Regions from separate parts of the Bos taurus genome. Here region 1 is linked to region 2. The links are chromatin contacts, called in public Hi-C maps. All regions are on one chromosome and are shown on one strand. Each heading gives the region's core, a stretch centred on a gene start, on an enhancer-like site or on the middle of the called end of the contact. The rest is flanking DNA. Distances are from core to core; before and after follow the strand shown.

Region 1 (4,603 bases), core at 291-2,790, 62 kb after region 2:
TACTCTTGACTCATTTTATTTGTTTCAACTTTACAAAATTATTTTAGAATTTAGTATCCACTTCACCATTTAGTCCCTGAAGCTTTTGTGTTATATATAAAGTTTATGAAAAGAAAATTCTTGTCAGAGAGGAAGGAGGGAGAAAAACAGGCCACATGGATTCTCGTCTTGATTCTGCCTCCCAAGAGGGAATCTCGTTTAATGTTTCCAAGCTCCCATATTTGTCAATGAAAATTTTGGGTTGGCCAAAAAGTTCGTTTGAGTTTTATGGTACGAACATTTTGGCCAACCCAATATTTGATTAAATCTTGTGTAAGATCCTGTCCACAGGAGCTTAGGGTTTCTACTATTTAGGTCACATTCTATGTAAGAATTTTGCTAGAAGTACTTCCCAGATGGCGCTAGTGGTAAAGAATTTGCCTGCCAGTGCAGGAGATGCAAGTTTGATTCCTGGGCCGGGAAGATCCCCTGGAGAAGGAAATGGCAATCCACTCCAGTATTATTGCCTGGAAAACCCCACAGATAGAGGAACCTGGTGGGCTACAGTCCATAGGGTTGCAAAGAGTCAGACACACCTGAAGCAACTTAGCATGCATAATACCAATACAATTTGGTTCTGATGGTAGGATTCTGGGTGGAGATGCCAGATAAAATACAAGACACTTAAATTTGAATTTCAGGTAAACAAGAATTTTATTTCATTTTTTAGTATAAGTATGTCCCAACTATTACATGGGACATACTTCTGCTAAAAAATACATCTATTATCTTATTTTAAATTCAAATTTAACTGGGAATCGTATTTGGATTGTCTTAAATCTGGCAACTCGAATTTTGCACAAGTCACTGATGGTAATGACATCAGCCTAAATTACTCAGGAGAGGATGAAGAAAGAGCTCCAGGAGAGCTCCAGTGGGCTTGACAGATCTGCTGTCCTGGCCAGGGGCTGAGTGGGTTCAGCCAGGGTGCGAGAGCTTGACCATCTCTGCAACCTCCTTTCCCTTTTTCACCTTAATTGGTTTTCATGAAAATGAAACTATTCACTGTTTTGTTGCAGGCTGTGGTCATGTCATCCTTTTTATGGTCCTTGTTCTGAATTTTTGAAATGTGTGGGTAGACCTTGGTTTATTTTTCTCATTCTCTGTGCTCACCGCCCCCTCCCTAATTAAATTGATTTCTGCTGGTGTGTGGCCTGGATTGATTTTTTTCCTCCCTTGTGGACTAGCTCTTTCTCAATAGAAAAATGATTGCCAAATTTCTCAAGCCCACTTCTAAATTTTGGGGCCTTTTTGAATTTTGTTCATATTTATCCTTCAGTTGTCTGTACACCTTTAACCCACATGGCGTGTCTCTTCACAACAGATAAAGAGGATTGCAACTGGGGTGGTTTGGTTTTGTTTTGTTTCGTTGGCTTTGGTTTTGACAGGTGGATGATCAGTCACTCTTTACTGAAACACAGCACACATGCCAGGGGAAGTCCAAGGACATCTCTGGAACAGGGGAAGATCCCACCCCCTCCCTACACATGTACACTCAGGCACATGTGAGCCAGGGTCCCACTGAGTGTCTGGATCAGGCCTGCTGATCTACGTGGGAACATCTCAGCACAGTAACACGACTCCAGTCGTGGTGGGGTCCAGGCCATAGGCAGCACTGCCCCTTTCCACATGTGCCTAGTCCCAGCTGAGGGTCTTCGGCCCCTCCTGGAGCGCAGCAGGGAGACCTGGACGGGAGACGTACGCACTGCCCTTGGGTTTTGATCCCGTGTGTGGCTGGCTGCCTGTAGCACTGCAGAGGCCGAATCAGCGTTGTGCACTGCCGGTTTGTTCCAGTTTGTCAAGCAAGATCACTTAACACCTCTGGGTCGGGTAATCATGCTTTCCCATGAAGTGAGAGGACCGCTGGGCGGGAGAAATGGAGGCGCCTTCTCCTAGATGGTAAGCATTTCAGGGCCCTGATGTTAAAAGTAGCAAGAGGATGAATAGGGAAAAAACACGCTGAGACTGCCATACACGTGGTGTAAGAAGTGGCTGGGGTGGGAGTCTCATGATGAGGGGATGTCCCCCATCATTGCACAAGGGGAGCAGCCACACACCCTGGCTTCTTGGTTTTTTATCCTGAGGCTGGGTGCTGTAGGGGCCCTTTGGGGGGCCCTCTGTGTGGTGCTCTCAGTGGTACTTGTGTTATGGCCTTTGAGACCCAAAATGCCAGGCAGAAAATTAGGCAAATGAAGGTCATGGCTCAAGGCCACTTCTTTCTTTTTAACTTTTTATCTTATTTTGGAATATAACTGATTAACAATGTTGTGATAATTTCAGGTGCATAGCAAAGGGACTCAGCCTTATCTATACATGTATCCATTCTATCCCAAACTCTCCTCCCATCCAGCTGCCACATAACATTGAACAGAATTCCCTGTGCTATACAGTAACTCCTTGTTCATTATCCATTTTAAATACAGTAATGTGTACATGTCCATCCCAAACTCCCTAACTATCTGAAGCGGCTGCTGAAGTTTGTCATCTATGCAATCTGATTGATAAAAGGCTCTTTTTAAAAACAAAAAACAAACAAAAAAATACAACAACAAACTCTTACCACCTACCTGATTGAAATGCCTGTTATTAGAACCACAAACAAGTCCAAAACCTTTGTTCAGGACAGCTTTCTTCTGTGTACTAGGCACCAGGGATCCTGAGAAGAATGGATGGCCCCCACTGTCTGGAAGCTTATCAAATGAGTAAGCTGATGGTTAAACTAGAGTTTGACCATGTAATGAGAGCTGTGGTGACAATTCACCTGGGTTAGACGTGTGTTGAGGGGTGGGTGACACAGAAGTTCAGCAATGAGAAGACAAGTAGGTAAGGCTGTGGGCTTGGATGCTGGAGGAGCTGTGGTGGGTCCCGTGCCCAGGTCCCCTTGATTGGACTGGTGTTCCCCTACCCTGAGCTACTGGGAGCATTGATTGTCCGGCTCCCTGCTGTACTCTTCCAGGGTAAATTGCCTTCTGCTGAAAGGAGCAGAAAATGCCCAGGAGTGGCATTTTCAGCCTGAAGAATCAGGCTGAGCACAGAGGTCAGAGTGAACCACATCTTAACATCTGTGCCATCCTGCCTCCCTCACTCCCTTACAGGTTTCTCCCCAAAACAAGTCTCAATAAGTCACTTGCACTTGAATTCATCGCTGGCTCTGTATCTCCCATCTGCTGGAGGAGAAGCAGGAAGTTGATGTGGTTCTGGCATTGTGGGTTCTTATTTTCTGAGATGTGGGAGACACAGTAGACAAGGTGGTTGAGAAGACTGGTGAATGTTGATGGTGGGCATGTATGGCTCACATGAGGAATAGGAGCAGCATTGATTGTCAGCTTCGGTGAGAGACCATATTTCTGTGGCACCGTCTATATTGTGGTATCACTGTCTTCAGCACTCAGCAGCCTAGATACAAAACCAGAAGCACACGGCACACAGCTGTAGTGCTGACAGATGGAGATGATGAGAAGATAGTGGACCAGGTGTGGTAACAAAGGACTTGAGAGCAGGAAGGAAGTAGTAGTTTGGGAGAAAATGGAGGTGTCAATGGACCAAAGATATGGTTAAGATTAAAGAACTTGTGTGATGAGCACAGCGTAGAGAACATGTGGCAAGATTAGGAGGCAAGGAGGGTGTGTTCAGAGTTTGGAATGAAAGAATTTAAGGTTTAAGGGTTAGAGCATTTCAACATAACAACAGGACAACAGGTCTAGATCTGCCATGGGCACAATTGTCTGAATCACGTGGATTCCTGGTAAAGAGATCAAAGCACTACAACATTAGAGAGTTGGATGAGCCATCCTCAGGGATGTTGTCAGCAGTGAGGTGTGGTAGTGACCCCAGAAATCCACACTGATCAGTTCTTACCCACGCCCCAGAGATGTCATTACTTCTTGTACCTGAGCCTTTGTGTAGTACGCGAACTTAATAAAGACACTGGACAAACATTGGCCAGCGAAGGCTACAGTGGAGTGTTGGAGGCACAGGAATTCCTAGTGAGACCCTTTCTCTTGGTGGTTTATAACCCAAACCACTTGTTAACAGCTTGAATAATTCCCATCTTTCAGTGTTTGTGGTGTCCCACCTCTTCTTGGACTAATTTGCCTTCCTGTTAAATCTCTCAGTTGGGAAAACTCCACTCTTACTTTATTTCTCTTTTTTTTCTATGTATTTTCACTTGCTATTCTTATCTACTAATTATCTTGCTGACCCAGGCATTCAAGAATAGGGAACACCATGATACCTGAGAAGAAGTTGTAGTGGAAATGATTCATACCTCTAGTTCTGCATGAAATGTTTCCATTCCCTTCATCATTCAGTGAATTTTCAGATGTCCTTTGGGTATCTCTAAACTATCTCTTTCTGTTCTCCCCAGACTGTTTCAGAACCCCTCGCCATGATAGACTCTCAAAGTCACCTTATTCCCCTTCATGACTCTTATCACAGCTAACACAGTAACTAAACAAACCAAAAAAAAAAAAAAAATGAAGTAATTCATTGCTTAAGGTCTATGTCGCCTGATGGAATGTAACCTAAGGACAAGGGCCATCTCTGTGTCCCTAGCTCCTGGCAC
Region 2 (4,179 bases), core at 1,074-3,573:
ACGCTGAGTCCTCTTTGTAAATCACAGTGGTAAGGAGTCTGCATATACAAAATAAATTGTCAATTTCTACCCTCAATTCAGGAGTATAAAAATGTCTCCAGGGCAGAAAAACCATTTTACCCACAAGACAAATAAAGATAACTGTATAAATCTAAAAACAATAGAGCTGGGAGGACCAGGCGTCTCCCACACTCCCCCACTTCCACCCCATGACTTTACACAGAGTAAACAGTCCTGCCCCGCTGAGTTCTGGGACAGTGGAAGGTGCTGAGCCTTCCTTTCCTGAATAGGCGTCTACATAGGAAGCAAGAAGTGGATGCCAGTCAAAAGACCCTGAGAAACAACCAACTTCACTTTTCTTCTACTTTCCCTTGCTCTTAAAGTACACCAAGATGCATGAACACCACAGGGCTCTTCAGTTCAGTTCAGTTCAGTCGCTCAGTCGTGTCCAACTCTTTGTGACCCCATAAATCGCAGCATGTCAGGCCTCCTTGTCCATCACCAACTCCCGGAGTTTACTCAAACTCATGTCCATTGAGTCGGTGATGCCATCCAGCCATCTCATCCTGTCATCCCCTTCTCCTCCTGCCCCCAATCCCTCCCAGCATCAGGGTCTTTTCCAATGAGTCAACTCTTCTTTGCATGAGGTGGCCAAAGTATTGGAGTTTCAGCTTAGCATCAGTCCTTCCAATGAACACCCAGGACTGATTTCCTTTAGAATGGACTGGTTGGATCTCCTTGCAGTCCAAGGGACTCTTAAGAGTCTTCTCCAACACCACAGTTCAAAAGCATCAATTCTTCGGTGCTCAGCTTTCTTCATAGTCCAACTCTCACATCCATACATGACCACTGGAAAAACCATAGCCTTGACTAGATGGACCTTTGTTTCAAAGTAATGTCTCTGCTTTTTAATACGCTATCTAGGTTGGTCATAATTGGAGAAGGAAATGGCAACCCACTCCAGTGTTCTTGCCTGGAGAATCCCAAGGACGGGGGAGCCTGGTGGGCTGCCATCTTTGGGGTCGCACAGAGTCGGACACGATTGAAATAACTTAGCAGCAGCAGGTTGGTCTAACTTTCCTTCCAAGGAATAAACGTCTTTTAATTTCATGGCTTCAATCACCATCTGCAGTGATTTTGGAGCCCTAAAAAATAAAGGCTTAAGGTCTATTACGGAGAAGGCAATGGCACCCCACTTCAGTACTCTTGCCTGGAAAATCCCATGGATGGAGAAGCCTGGTAGGCTGCAGTCCATGGGGTTGCTAAGGTCGGCATGACTGAGCGACTTCACTTTCACTTTTCACTTTCATGCATTGGAGAAGGAAATGGCAACCCACTCCAGTGTTCTTGCCTGGAGAATCCCAGGGATGGCGGAGCCTGGTGGGCTGCTATCTATGGGGTCGCACAGAGTCGGACACGACTGAAGCAACTTAGCAGCAGCAGCAGCAAGGTCTATTATAGCCTTCTATTTTTCTGGCTATTCTATTCATTCTATTAATTTTTGAGAGCTTGATTCTGAAACTGATGCTGAAACTCCGACTAAAAATCGTAATTTATCCACTTAAAAATAATTATACAGTGGAACTATGTATTAATTTTGTTCTGTATTGTCCACGTCTCCTGTAAATGTTATTATACTTTCATAATTTAAAAAAGAAAAAAAATAAAGACGCATGAACTCAGCCCGGAACAACAGCCTCAGTGGGGACTGGGAGCAGAGTTTTGTGGGAGACGGGTGGACTCATCTGAGAACCCACTGTTTCTGACAGATACTAATAATGATGCAGAACCAGACTCCTCACTTAATAGACAGGGTTCCAGCTGAGAGGGCCCTTGCACAGCATTTAATACAATCTCATTTGGATTAGACTGTCCAAGGTTACACATTACTCATTATGTGTGTCTTCCCTATTCCTCCACCCCACCCCCACCCCACCCCCCTCCGCCACGTCTGCCAAAGAAGCTGGGTAGGAACAGGAGTTAGCAGTAAAGTTGGAACAACAACAGGATCCTGTTATTTCTAGTCCTACAGTTCAGCCACAGTCCCCGGAAGTCTTGTGATTCCTGAAAACAACGGCAGTCCCTTCTGGTAAAGAAACAATTTATTGGGCATCCACCATGTGCAAAACAAACGAAAAGATCTGGAAGGTTCCAGAAATGAAGATGCGCAGCCTCAGGGCCTCTGGCGAACGACCCACCTCCTCACCCGGTCCCCCGGTCGCGCCCGCCCTTGTACCTGCTACCAACGCCTCATCCTAAGAGACCGGCCCCATCCCCGCGGGGGCGCCGGCGGGCGCGGCGGCCGCACCTGCGTCGACTGGGCGGCGGCGGCGGCGGCGGCGACGCAGGACCGAGCCCCGCCCACACGTGCGCCAGCTCCCCGTGCGCTCCGGCTCGCGCCTTGCCGGCTCCAAGCGAGCCTCGGGGGCAACCGTTGGGCACCTCGCCCGAGAGTGGGGAGGGGACCGGGGGGAATGCTGAACTAACCATGTGGGGGCCGTCTCTGGCCCCAGACTCCGCCCCTAGACGCCGTCGCCCGGGCAACCGAGAGCCATTTCTCCCCCACCCCCCGCCCGCCCAGAGTCTCCATACTAGCAGCTCTGACCAAGGGGGCTGCTTGGCATCACATCCTGCCAGCCCTACTCCACAAGCGACCCCTATTCGGGCTTCCAACTTATACTCTCTGCCACTCACAGCCATTCTCTTTATCTGCGGCCTCCTAACCGGTATCCATGTCCTGCTCTTGCCCCCCATCACCCGAACGCCCCAGGCTATTCTCCAAGTCGTTCCACAGAGGATTTTCCCCAATTCTTTACCGACCCGCATAAATCCTGTCTGTATTCACAATCTAAGAATCAAGTCAATATTGGCGTTGCCAGTCAGGCCTCCCGCCCTCCTTCCAACAGTGGCCCCTCCCGCCCCAACCTACCTCTCAATTCCCCTTTGTCTCTCTGCCTTTGCTTATCCTGATCCTCTGTTGGGAATGTTTTGCAAGGTTCAGAAGTGTACTCAGAATAGCTGACCCTCTCGCCTCCGGAGAGTTTTCTTCCGCTGTGATTCAGTTGCTCTGTCGTCATCTCTGTAATATATAGAACTTATCATATACTGTGATTACACACTTAAGCCTATCCGTACTGCCTAAATTAGTGCTCGGATGGAAGAAATCCAGAAAGGGCCTGAGTGTGATGGATGCCACCTGTCAGCGTTAATGCTATTAGCAGTGGCACTATGAGGACACCTCCAGCGAATAACTTTTTATGTGTGAGTTGGTTGGAAATATTAATAAATCCTACATTACATAATGTAGTTTTAAATTTTCATAAAATTAGTATTAAATACCACTAAAAGATCGCTTTTTATTGTACCTATAATATAAATTTATTGACTTGGACAGTCTTGCATATAGAATCAAGTATTTTAATAGGGAATGAGAGTATTTAATGGAAGGGTGAATGGTTTAAATTTTGTGGCTAGACAGAAAGCAATTTTTAGTTCTTTTGTTTTAGACTTTTATTCTGTTAAAGCACAACTGTTCTTACGGCAAGAAAATGTTTTAGTTACCTAATATGTGATTTCCATTTATGTCTCATGTTTATATTTGGACCCTAAGAACCAAGAAAGTTCCTTTTTTTATTCTTTTTGAAGTTGTTAATTGATATATGTTTATTAGAACACTATAAAACTATTTAAACCCACATATATGTGTGAACATTAAAATTTTATTATAAAATTATTTTCATTTGAAGTGCCTTACAGTTTTACTTCATGGTATGTTTCTGATACTGAATTTAAAAGAGATTCTTAGCTTTTAAAATAAAAAATTTAGAGGTAAAGGAAGGAGTCCAGAGTTTCTATACCATTCATCCAGTCATTTGAACGTGTATTCATAGAGACCTGATATGCAACATGCAAAGGTGTTGAAAATACAGCCATGAACCAAAAAAACTCCTATCCTCATGGAGTTTACACTCTTGTAGAAGATGAGCAATGAACAGAGAGACAAATTCAAATATATCAGATGGGGATAAGTGTAGATGAGATAGGGTATGGAGGTTAGAGAGAGGAGGTACCATTTCATGTGTGGTCTGAGAAGGCCTCATTGATAAAGTCGGAGAAGGCAATGGCAACCCACTCCAGTACTCTTGCCTGGAAAATCCCATGGACGGAGGAGCTTGGTAG

Evidence for each region. A called contact is a pair of places that touch in the nucleus more often than the background predicts.
Region 1: a Hi-C map of liver shows a contact between it and region 2, with 1.7 times the contacts expected there. The contact joins the enhancer-like site here to the promoter of CCDC158 in region 2. A contact is called at or near these places in 2 of 11 Hi-C or Micro-C datasets (liver and skeletal muscle).

What each region holds. Positions count from the first base shown.
Region 1 is chr6:91,369,936-91,374,538 of ARS-UCD2.0, forward strand. The region is part of intron 1 of SHROOM3 (shroom family member 3); the gene reads left to right. Among named protein-coding and RNA genes, the nearest start is that of SHROOM3, 54 kb to the left of the region's middle. Within about 2 kb of position 1,541, at least 4 of the 102 cell types and tissues checked have an H3K27ac peak or open chromatin away from gene starts, as enhancers often do. A contact at or near this core is called in liver, where this site is marked.
Region 2 is chr6:91,307,565-91,311,743 of ARS-UCD2.0, forward strand. It overlaps CCDC158 (coiled-coil domain containing 158), which reads right to left and starts at 2,324. Exons shown (of 23, transcript XM_059887788.1): 1 at 2,237-2,324.